Regions from separate parts of the Mus musculus genome. Here regions 1 and 3 are each linked to region 2. A link is a contact called in public ChIA-PET and promoter capture Hi-C data. All regions are on one chromosome and are shown on one strand. Each heading gives the region's core, a stretch centred on a gene start, on an enhancer-like site or on the middle of the called end of the contact. The rest is flanking DNA. Distances are from core to core; before and after follow the strand shown.

Region 1 (2,700 bases), core at 194-2,693, 460 kb after region 2:
TTTGTCTAGGCCTCAGGGTTGTGCTAAAGCTGACAGTGCTGAGGCTGTCCCTGTGGAAGAGGTGCTGCCTGAGCTACAGCAGACTGGAAGCCGGATCTAGTGACATCTGCATCTGCAGGCTCTGCATCTTGCTTTCTTTGGCTCAGCAGCTCCTGGGTGTAGATTGGACTAAGTCAGAGGGGGTCCTGCTGAGCTTCATCACTGAGCACAGTGGAGTTTCATGTTCTGTTGGTCCTAGAATTGCACATCCATTGTCCAGGCAGGGATCAGGGAACCCAGCGTCAGGACGAATGAGATTTGTTCAACTTTCTGGAAGGAAAATTATTTTTCTTTCTTTTTACTTTTCTTCCTTTTTATTTTACTTTTCTTTCTTTCTCTTTTTACCTCTCTCTCTCTCTTTCTTTTTTCTTCTTTTGTTTTTTTCAAGACAGGGTTTCTCTGTGTAGCCCTAGCTGTCCTGGAACTCACTCTGTAGACCAGGCTGGCCCCGAACTCAGAAATCCGCCTGCCTCTGCCTCCCAAGTGGTGGGATTAAATGCGTGCGCCACCACCGCCCGTCACTTTTCTTTCTTTCCTTTTTACATTTCTTTCCTTTCCTTTCCTTTTCTTTTTTTTTTTTTTTTTTTTTGGGTTTTCGAGACAGGGTTTCTCTGTATAGCCCCGGCTGTCCTGGAACTCACTCTGTAGACCAGGCTGGCCTCGAACTCAAGAGATCCACCTGCCTCTGCCTCCCGAGTGCTGGGATTAAAGGCGTGCGCCACCACACCCGGCTCCTTTTCTTTTTTAAAGACAGGTTTTTAAGGGAAATAATCATTGGAAATAAACCTCAAAGAATCTCAACAGACACAATAACTAAGTGGGTTGTAGCCCCTATTGAAGTTGAGGGAAGGCAGAGACTGTAGTTGGCTAACTCTTCAGTCCCGACAATACCACAGAGCTTTCTTTGGTTTTGGTTTGACACTTTGAAAACCGCTGGCTGAGTTAGGCACAGGGACACATGCCTCTAATCCTAGCACTAAGAATACCAAGGGGATATCCCAGGCCAATGTAGGTTACACAACCAGGCCCTGGTTCACAACAGCAAGATAAGACAAGACAAATAAACAAACAGGAAAGAGAAAACAAAAAATACTACTGGTTCACAGCAGGGTAAGGTTACAGAAAGGGCAAAAGCCAGTGACCAACATTGATTGGGAAATTGCAAAGTCATAGTGGGGTTGTTAGTTAAACAGGCCTGCCAGGGCTGTAACGTTACCCTAGAATCTTCTGGTTTAGTTTTGGATAGATGTGGGGTACCTCTGTGTATGTGTGTGTGTGTGTGTGTGTGTGTGTGTGTGTGTGTGTGTGAGAGAGAGAGAGAGAGAGAGCATGCACATGTGCACATGTGCGGTCAGGGGCTGTGGGGGAGGGGCTGGCCGTGGTGTTGAGCCCGGCTGGCCCAGGTAGAATGAATGGCTAACAGAGCTGGCGTGTGTTATCCCTGAGTAGTGGGGGCAGGGGTGGCTTTAACTCCATGTAAGAGGAGCGATTTGGCTCCTTCCTGCCAGCACTCGGGCCCCACGGAGATATCTGGGCAGGAAGCACTGGGAACAAGGAATTCTCTGTCCACAGCCAGCGAGCAGCCAGGACAGGGAGGTGGTTTAGGAGTCCTCCCCGGAGGGGGTCTGCCCAGCAGTTCCCTGACATTTGGGCAAGCTCCTGTGTGCATGGGGAGGTGGGGGCACAGTAAGGGGAGGCAGAGATCTCTGCTCAAGCATTTATTCCTCACGTTCAAGCCTTCCCAGGGGCAGGCTCAGAAGCAAGCAGCTCTGCAGGGCTCAGGGTGGAGAAAGAAGAGACCATAGGTATCAGTCGCCATTAGTTTACTGAGGGAGCAGGGAACATGAGAGGGATTGTTACAGGTCGCCTGCCTCAGTGGAGGCCACAGGCCCACAAGAAAGTATCTTACTCTGAGGCTGTGGCCCCGTCACTTTCTTCCTCTGGGTCTCTGCTCCACAATGCTTAGAGTGTGGATAAGCGCATCAGACCGCCTGAAGTTGTTCCCAGACGGACAGGCTGGACCCAGATACACAGGAACGATTTCCACAATGGAGGTTGCAGGCCTGCTCTTGGTTGACCGGGGACAGATCATAGGCCAGAAGGATGAAGAATCAGGCTAACTCGCCATAAACTCACTGAGGCTGTCCTGTACCTCAGTTTAGTTGTCCAAACATAAAGAATGGACTGTTTTTCTTCTAGGGTCTGTCAAGAGAAAGACTCTTTAAAAAAAATTATTTATTTATTTTATGTATATGTACACTGTATCTGTCTTCACACACACCAGAAGAGGGCATTGGATCCCATTACAGATGGTTGTGAGCCACCATATGATGCTGGGAATTGAACTCAGGACCTCTGGAAGAGCAGTCAGTGTGCTCTTAACTGCTGAGCCATCTCTCCAGCCCAAGAGAAAGGCTCTTCATTGGTCTCATCCTTGTAAGACAGGGATATTCTGAATTGTTCAGGTACCTGCCCATGTGTCTACTGGAGGGGTGACACTGCCTCCAGACCAAGGTGATGGTGACTGCTGGACAGGCACCCCTGGAAAACAATAGGTTTTTTTTTTTTTTTTTTGATTCCTGGTTATAGAAAAATGAACAGTTCATAGTCTCGAAGGGGGGGGGCAAAAGTGCCCCTCTTTTGTGTTGGTCATAGAAATGC
Region 2 (2,700 bases), core at 133-2,632:
TTTGGGCTTTCAGGAGGTATCATGACTGAATTTTAGTTGAGGAAATGCCTTGTGGACACTACTCAACTATTTGAAAATACCTGCTGTCATACCCACATAATTCCAAAAATGAGCAAATTTTTGGCTGCTTTCTTGTCAGCAAACTCACTGTAAAACATGATCAAGGGGCTAGAGAGATCCATGGTTAGAGAGTCTGCTCTTCAGAGGACCTGAGTTGGTCCCTAGTAACCACCTCAGGTGATTCCCAGTTGCCTCTAAAGCCTTCCTCTGGCCTCTGTGCCCATACATACATATATGCCACACATATACACATAAATAAAAATAAATATTCAAAAACAAAATAATCAAAAGTCTTAAGTTGATTCTCTCCCTCCAGTGTGGGTTCTGGAGCTGGGCCTCAGGTCTGCAAACTGACATAGCAGCTGCTTCTACTTTCTGCACCGTCTCACTGCCCAGGACGTGGCACTTTCAATAGCAAAATATTCTGCTCATAGCTAACCAGCACTGATAGACTATTTCTTCCTGTTTTGACATCACAAATTTAGCTCTCTGGTGGCCATACATTTAGACAGAGCGAACAACTTAATTTTGTTATTTTTATAGTTGGCTTTTTGACCCTGAAGGTTTGGTGTTTATGATGGTTGTGCAGTTGACATTATTTTATTTTATTTTTTGGTTTTGTTTTTTTGAGACAAGGTTTCTCTGTGTAGCCCTGGCTGTCCTAGAACTTACTCTTTAGACCAAGCTGGCCTCAAACTCAGATCCACCTTGCCTCTGCCTCCCAAGTACTAGGATTAAAGGAGTGCACCACCACTTCCAGTTTATATATTATTTTTTAAAAATAATCTTTTAAAAAAATATTAAATGACCTTTAAATTTTAGTGAGACAGGGATTTAAACTTCCCTGAGAAATGAGTCACCAGGCTTAAAGCAGTGCCCATGTCACAGTGAGACAGTGAAGAGATTCTAAGTCCAGACAAGCTCCCCGTCTCCTCTCTCACTCACTGGCTTTAACAGTATGGGTTCCTTTACATGATCAGGAGAAAGAGCGCTCCTGGCTGCAGCAGGAGCTGGATAAGACCCTGGAAACCCTCGAGAGGGAGAGAGCAGAGCTGGAGACAAAGCTGAGAGAGCAGCAGACAGAAATGGAAGCCATCCGTGCACAGAGGGAAGAGGAACGAAGCCAGGCTGACAGCGCCCTGTATCAAGTAAGCATCCTCGAGCTTTATATCCTCATGATGTTTGCATGCCCGGTCTCTTCCCCTCTTACTTTTCCATTCCTAAGAACAGGGCTCAGGAGGGGCTTCCTGAAGAGTGTAGCTACTGCCCTGCTGCCTGTGAGGAGACTAACATGCAGTTAGCTGCAAGCAGGCAGTGTGTCATACTTCCCGAGGGAGGGCCAGCATTGACCACATCCTGTCAGCTTATGAGCCGGTGGCAGTCTTTGCACTTCCTGGTTCTAAGTTAATGGTCCGAGACTTTCCCTTGCCCTCAGCCCCTCATCCTGTTGTTGGAAGACCTTGGAGCAGATGAGATGTGCTTATGGCCTCCTGGGTGAACATGATAATCCAGAGCCATGAAGCCCTTGCCCTTCCTGCCCTTCCCCAGATGCAGCTAGAAACAGAGAAGGAGAGAGTATCCCTCCTGGAGACACTGCTGAGGACCCAGAAGGAGCTGGCAGATGCTAGTCAACAGCTGGAAAGGCTGAGACAGGACATGAAGATTCAGAAGTTAAAGGAACAGGTATGGCGATGGCCCTGTGCCTGATCCTTCTGCTTCTACCACCTAGTGTGGACCATAACACCTCATTTAAAGTATTGTTAGGGATTGAACTGTGGGGCTTCAGTGCTAGAAGGAGGCAGTTTTTAATTACCTTTAAATTACATCTGTTTGTTTATTCTGTGTGCATGTGCATGCATGTACATATGGCATGACATGCCTATGGAATTCCCATGGTAGAGTTGGCTCTTTCCTTCTGCCAGCTGGGACCCTGGATTGACTTCGGGTCATCACACTTGGCAGCAGAACCTTCCCAGCTAAGGGTAGTTTTGAAGGACATGTTAGGCACAGGATTCCATTGTCAGAGGGCCCTGAAACAGACAGACAGAGGCTTAGGAAATATGGGGTAAAAGGAGGTACATGGCTCTAGTGTGATAAACTTGGGGTCAGTACAGAAGAGAGGAGAGAAGGAAAGGACCCCTCCTTAGCCATGGGAGCTTGGGGTTTGTTTAGAGGCCAGTGGAAAACTGGTGACTGATATTTTAAGTGTAAGAGAGATGCATGATTTTTTTATATTTATTTATTTTATGTATATGAGTACACTGTAGCTGTCTTCAGACACACCAGAAAATGGCATTGGATCCCATAACAGATGGTTGTGACCCACCATGGGGTTGCTGGAAATTGAACTCTGGACCTCTGGAAGAGCAGACAGTGCTCTTAACCTCTGAGCCATCTCTCCAGTCCCAGATTTATTTATTTTTATGTTATGTGTATGAATGTCTTGCCTGCATGTATGTATATATACCATGTTCAGGCCTGGTACCTGCAGAGGCCAGAAGATGTCAGAGCCCCTGGAACTGGAGTTAGTGAAGTTTTGAGTCACCATATGGTTTCTGGGAACTGAACCTGGGTATTCTGCAAGAGCAAAGAGCAGCCAGTGCTCTTAACCACCAACCATTTCCCTAGCCCCTCATGCAT
Region 3 (2,700 bases), core at 69-2,568, 300 kb before region 2:
ACGCACCAATGACTGCATACCAGGTTTACAAGATAATTAGAAACAGTATCAATTAAAGGTCTATGAGTATGGTCTACAAAGTGAGTTCCAGGACAGCCAGGGCTATACAGAGAAACCCTGTCTCGAAAAACAAAACAAAACAAAAAAGTCTATGAGTAAAATATAGTAATATATATGTCAGTGTTATAAGAGGAGAAAAAAGCCAACTATATGTTGTCCAAGAAAACCCCTTTCATGACTAGAGAGATGGCTCATGGTTAGGTGCCTGTACCACTCTTGCAGAAGACCCAAGTTCAATTCCCAGCACCAATATCAGGCAACTTACAACCACCACTAACTCTAGTTCCAGGGGGTTCTACTGCTCTGGCCTCCTCCAGTGCCTGCTTTATATGTACACACCCAACACAAACTTATACAAATACTCCTAAGCAAAATAATAAAATACATCTTTTTTTAAAAAGAACTACTTTAAATATGACATTATGTATCGGTTAAAAGTATAGGGACAGAGTCCCACATGGTAGCACATATCTGTAAACCCATTACTTCAGAGGTAGAGGCAGAAAGGTCAGGAGAAGTTCAAGGCCAGCCTCAGTTACCTAGTGAGTTCAATGCTAGTGAGGGCTACAGGAGACTCTGTCTCAAAACAACAATAAACAGGAATGCAGAGAGAAACTCAATGACTAAACACTTACTCATCTTCTAGAGGCCCTAAGTTTGGTTCCCAGCACACGTAAGGCAGATCACAACCATCTGATGCCCTCTTCTGACTTCCATGGGCACCATGCATGCAGGTAGTACACAAACACACACACACACACACACACACACACACACACACATATGTACAAACAAAACATTCATACACATAAGATAGATCTTTAAAAAACAATAAAGTAAAAGGCATGGAGAAAAAGAAGTCATGTTAACACTAAAAGAAAGCTTAAAGAGTAGTATGACGTTTCAGACAACAGTTCAGAAAAGGGAGAACTGTTAGGAATAAAGAAGGCCATGACAGAATGTTAAGGGGCCAACTCTCTAAGATGACATGGTAGTTCTTAACATATGTGTACTGAACAGTAGCTTACCAAAATATAGGAAGCAAAACCTCGAAGAACTACCAAAAGAAACTGATGAATTTTTGAACTTCATGAATCCTCAACAAGACAGAAAATCAGTAAGGACAAGGTTGACATTATTGCCACCATCAATTAACTAGGTCTGACATTTGCAACTTCTTTAATCTAACAACAGAGGAACACATACTATTCTCAAAGTCACATGAACAACCCACATCCTTGGCCACAAAGCACACCTTGGCAAGTTCCAAAAGTAGCAGCTGGCTCTTCCTGTAAGCAGTCAGAGGTCACCTGTAAAGATGGTTGCTACTCTCTTGACCCAGAAAACCTCACAAAATCATGCAAATCAAGAGGTTCAAACCTCCGTGTTCACTTTTAAAACACCCGGGAAGCTGCCCAGGCCATCAAGGGTAAGCATATCCACAAAGCCAACACACGTCTGAAGGATGTCACTTGAATGAAACTGTGTGTGCCAGTATAATGGTGAAGTCAGTGTGTGTGCCCAGGCCAAAGTGCTGAATTTCTGCTGCACATGCTTAAACTGCAGAAAGAAACGCTGAGCTTGGGTTTAGATGTAGATTGTCTGCTCATCGAACATATCCAGGTGAACAAGAAAGTCACCTAAAATGCGCCAAGACACCCACAGAGCTCATGGCCAGATTAACCCATCCATGAGCTCCCCCTGCCACAGTGAGATGATCCTCACTGAGAAGGAACAGATTGTTCCAAAGCCAAAAGAGGAGTTTGCACGGAAGAAAAAAAATATCCAAAAAGAAACTGAAGAAACAAAAACGCATGGCACTGGAATAAATTTGGCATAAAATAAATGCAGACAAAAGTAAAAAAAAAAAAAAGTAGCAACTGTAGGCAACTATATAAAGTGTTCTCAAACCACCATGTACTGTGTCTAGAAGCCACAAACAATGAAGAGAACAGTTGAACAGTCTAAGGTATTTGGAGATGAAACAACCATTCTAAATAACTGAGTCAAATGAGCCTGAAGAGAATGTAAAAATATTCTGAGCTAAATGAAAGATAAATTATCAAAGTTTGTAAGTATGGCAAAATCTGTACTAAACACATGTGTTAGGAAAGAAGAAACAGCTCTAGTCCACAGCCTGAGCTCCTACCGTAACACGTCAAAGAAAGAAGGGAACAACTTAAGTCTAGAGCAAGCAGAGGAGAGAGAGAGAGAGAAATGAAACGAGAGCAGAACAGTGGATTCAAGCTGACTTTTGCAACCTCGGGCACTTGCTGGCTGAGGTCAAACCACAGACCTGAGCTTGACACCAGCCTGAGGACTGACTGAACAAAACATGGTCTCAAAAGGACCTCCCCCAAAGACAAAAAGAAAGGAGAAAAAGAAAAAAAGGAACGATTAAATTACAAAAACAGGAAATCTGTACAGAAAAAAAATTAATTAAAAATTGAATCTATAAAGAAAAATAGAATCAATAAACTCTAGCCTGGCTAATTAACCAAGAAAAAGGATACAAATTACTAATGCTGGAAATACATGGGGGTCATTATTACTGATCCCAGGGACATTAACAACAAAGTAATTCTGTGAACAACTCTATGACCAAACTTTTATTAAATTAACTGGACCAGTCTTTGAATG

What was found. ChIA-PET counts read pairs in DNA pulled down with a chosen protein or histone mark. Capture Hi-C pulls out chosen DNA fragments and counts their contacts.
Region 1: a promoter capture Hi-C map of adipose tissue shows a contact between it and region 2. The contact joins two enhancer-like sites. A contact is called at or near these places in 1 of 115 datasets of contacts at active chromatin or transcription factors (pancreatic cancer cells) and 1 of 9 other capture datasets (adipose tissue).
Region 3: an RNA polymerase II ChIA-PET map of memory CD8 T cells shows a contact between it and region 2, with 45 read pairs. The contact joins two enhancer-like sites. A contact is called at or near these places in 2 of 115 datasets of contacts at active chromatin or transcription factors (memory CD8 T cells and pancreatic cancer cells).

The regions. Positions count from the first base shown.
Region 1 is chr2:156,438,723-156,441,422 of GRCm38.p6, forward strand. The region is part of intron 2 of Epb41l1 (erythrocyte membrane protein band 4.1 like 1); the gene reads left to right. Among named protein-coding and RNA genes, the nearest start is that of Epb41l1, 19 kb to the left of the region's middle. Within about 2 kb of position 1,444, at least 76 of the 459 cell types and tissues checked have an H3K27ac peak or open chromatin away from gene starts, as enhancers often do. A contact at or near this core is called in adipose tissue, where this site is marked.
Region 2 is chr2:155,978,104-155,980,803 of GRCm38.p6, forward strand. Cep250 (centrosomal protein 250) reads left to right here. Exons shown (of 33, transcript NM_001130000.1): 19 at 1,041-1,208; 20 at 1,609-1,743. Among named protein-coding and RNA genes, the nearest start is that of Cep250, 23 kb to the left of the region's middle. Within about 2 kb of position 1,383, at least 188 of the 459 cell types and tissues checked have an H3K27ac peak or open chromatin away from gene starts, as enhancers often do. A contact at or near this core is called in adipose tissue and memory CD8 T cells, where this site is marked.
Region 3 is chr2:155,678,478-155,681,177 of GRCm38.p6, forward strand. The region is part of intron 1 of Trpc4ap (transient receptor potential cation channel, subfamily C, member 4 associated protein); the gene reads right to left. Among named protein-coding and RNA genes, the nearest start is that of Trpc4ap, 13 kb to the right of the region's middle. Within about 2 kb of position 1,319, at least 39 of the 459 cell types and tissues checked have an H3K27ac peak or open chromatin away from gene starts, as enhancers often do. A contact at or near this core is called in memory CD8 T cells, where this site is marked.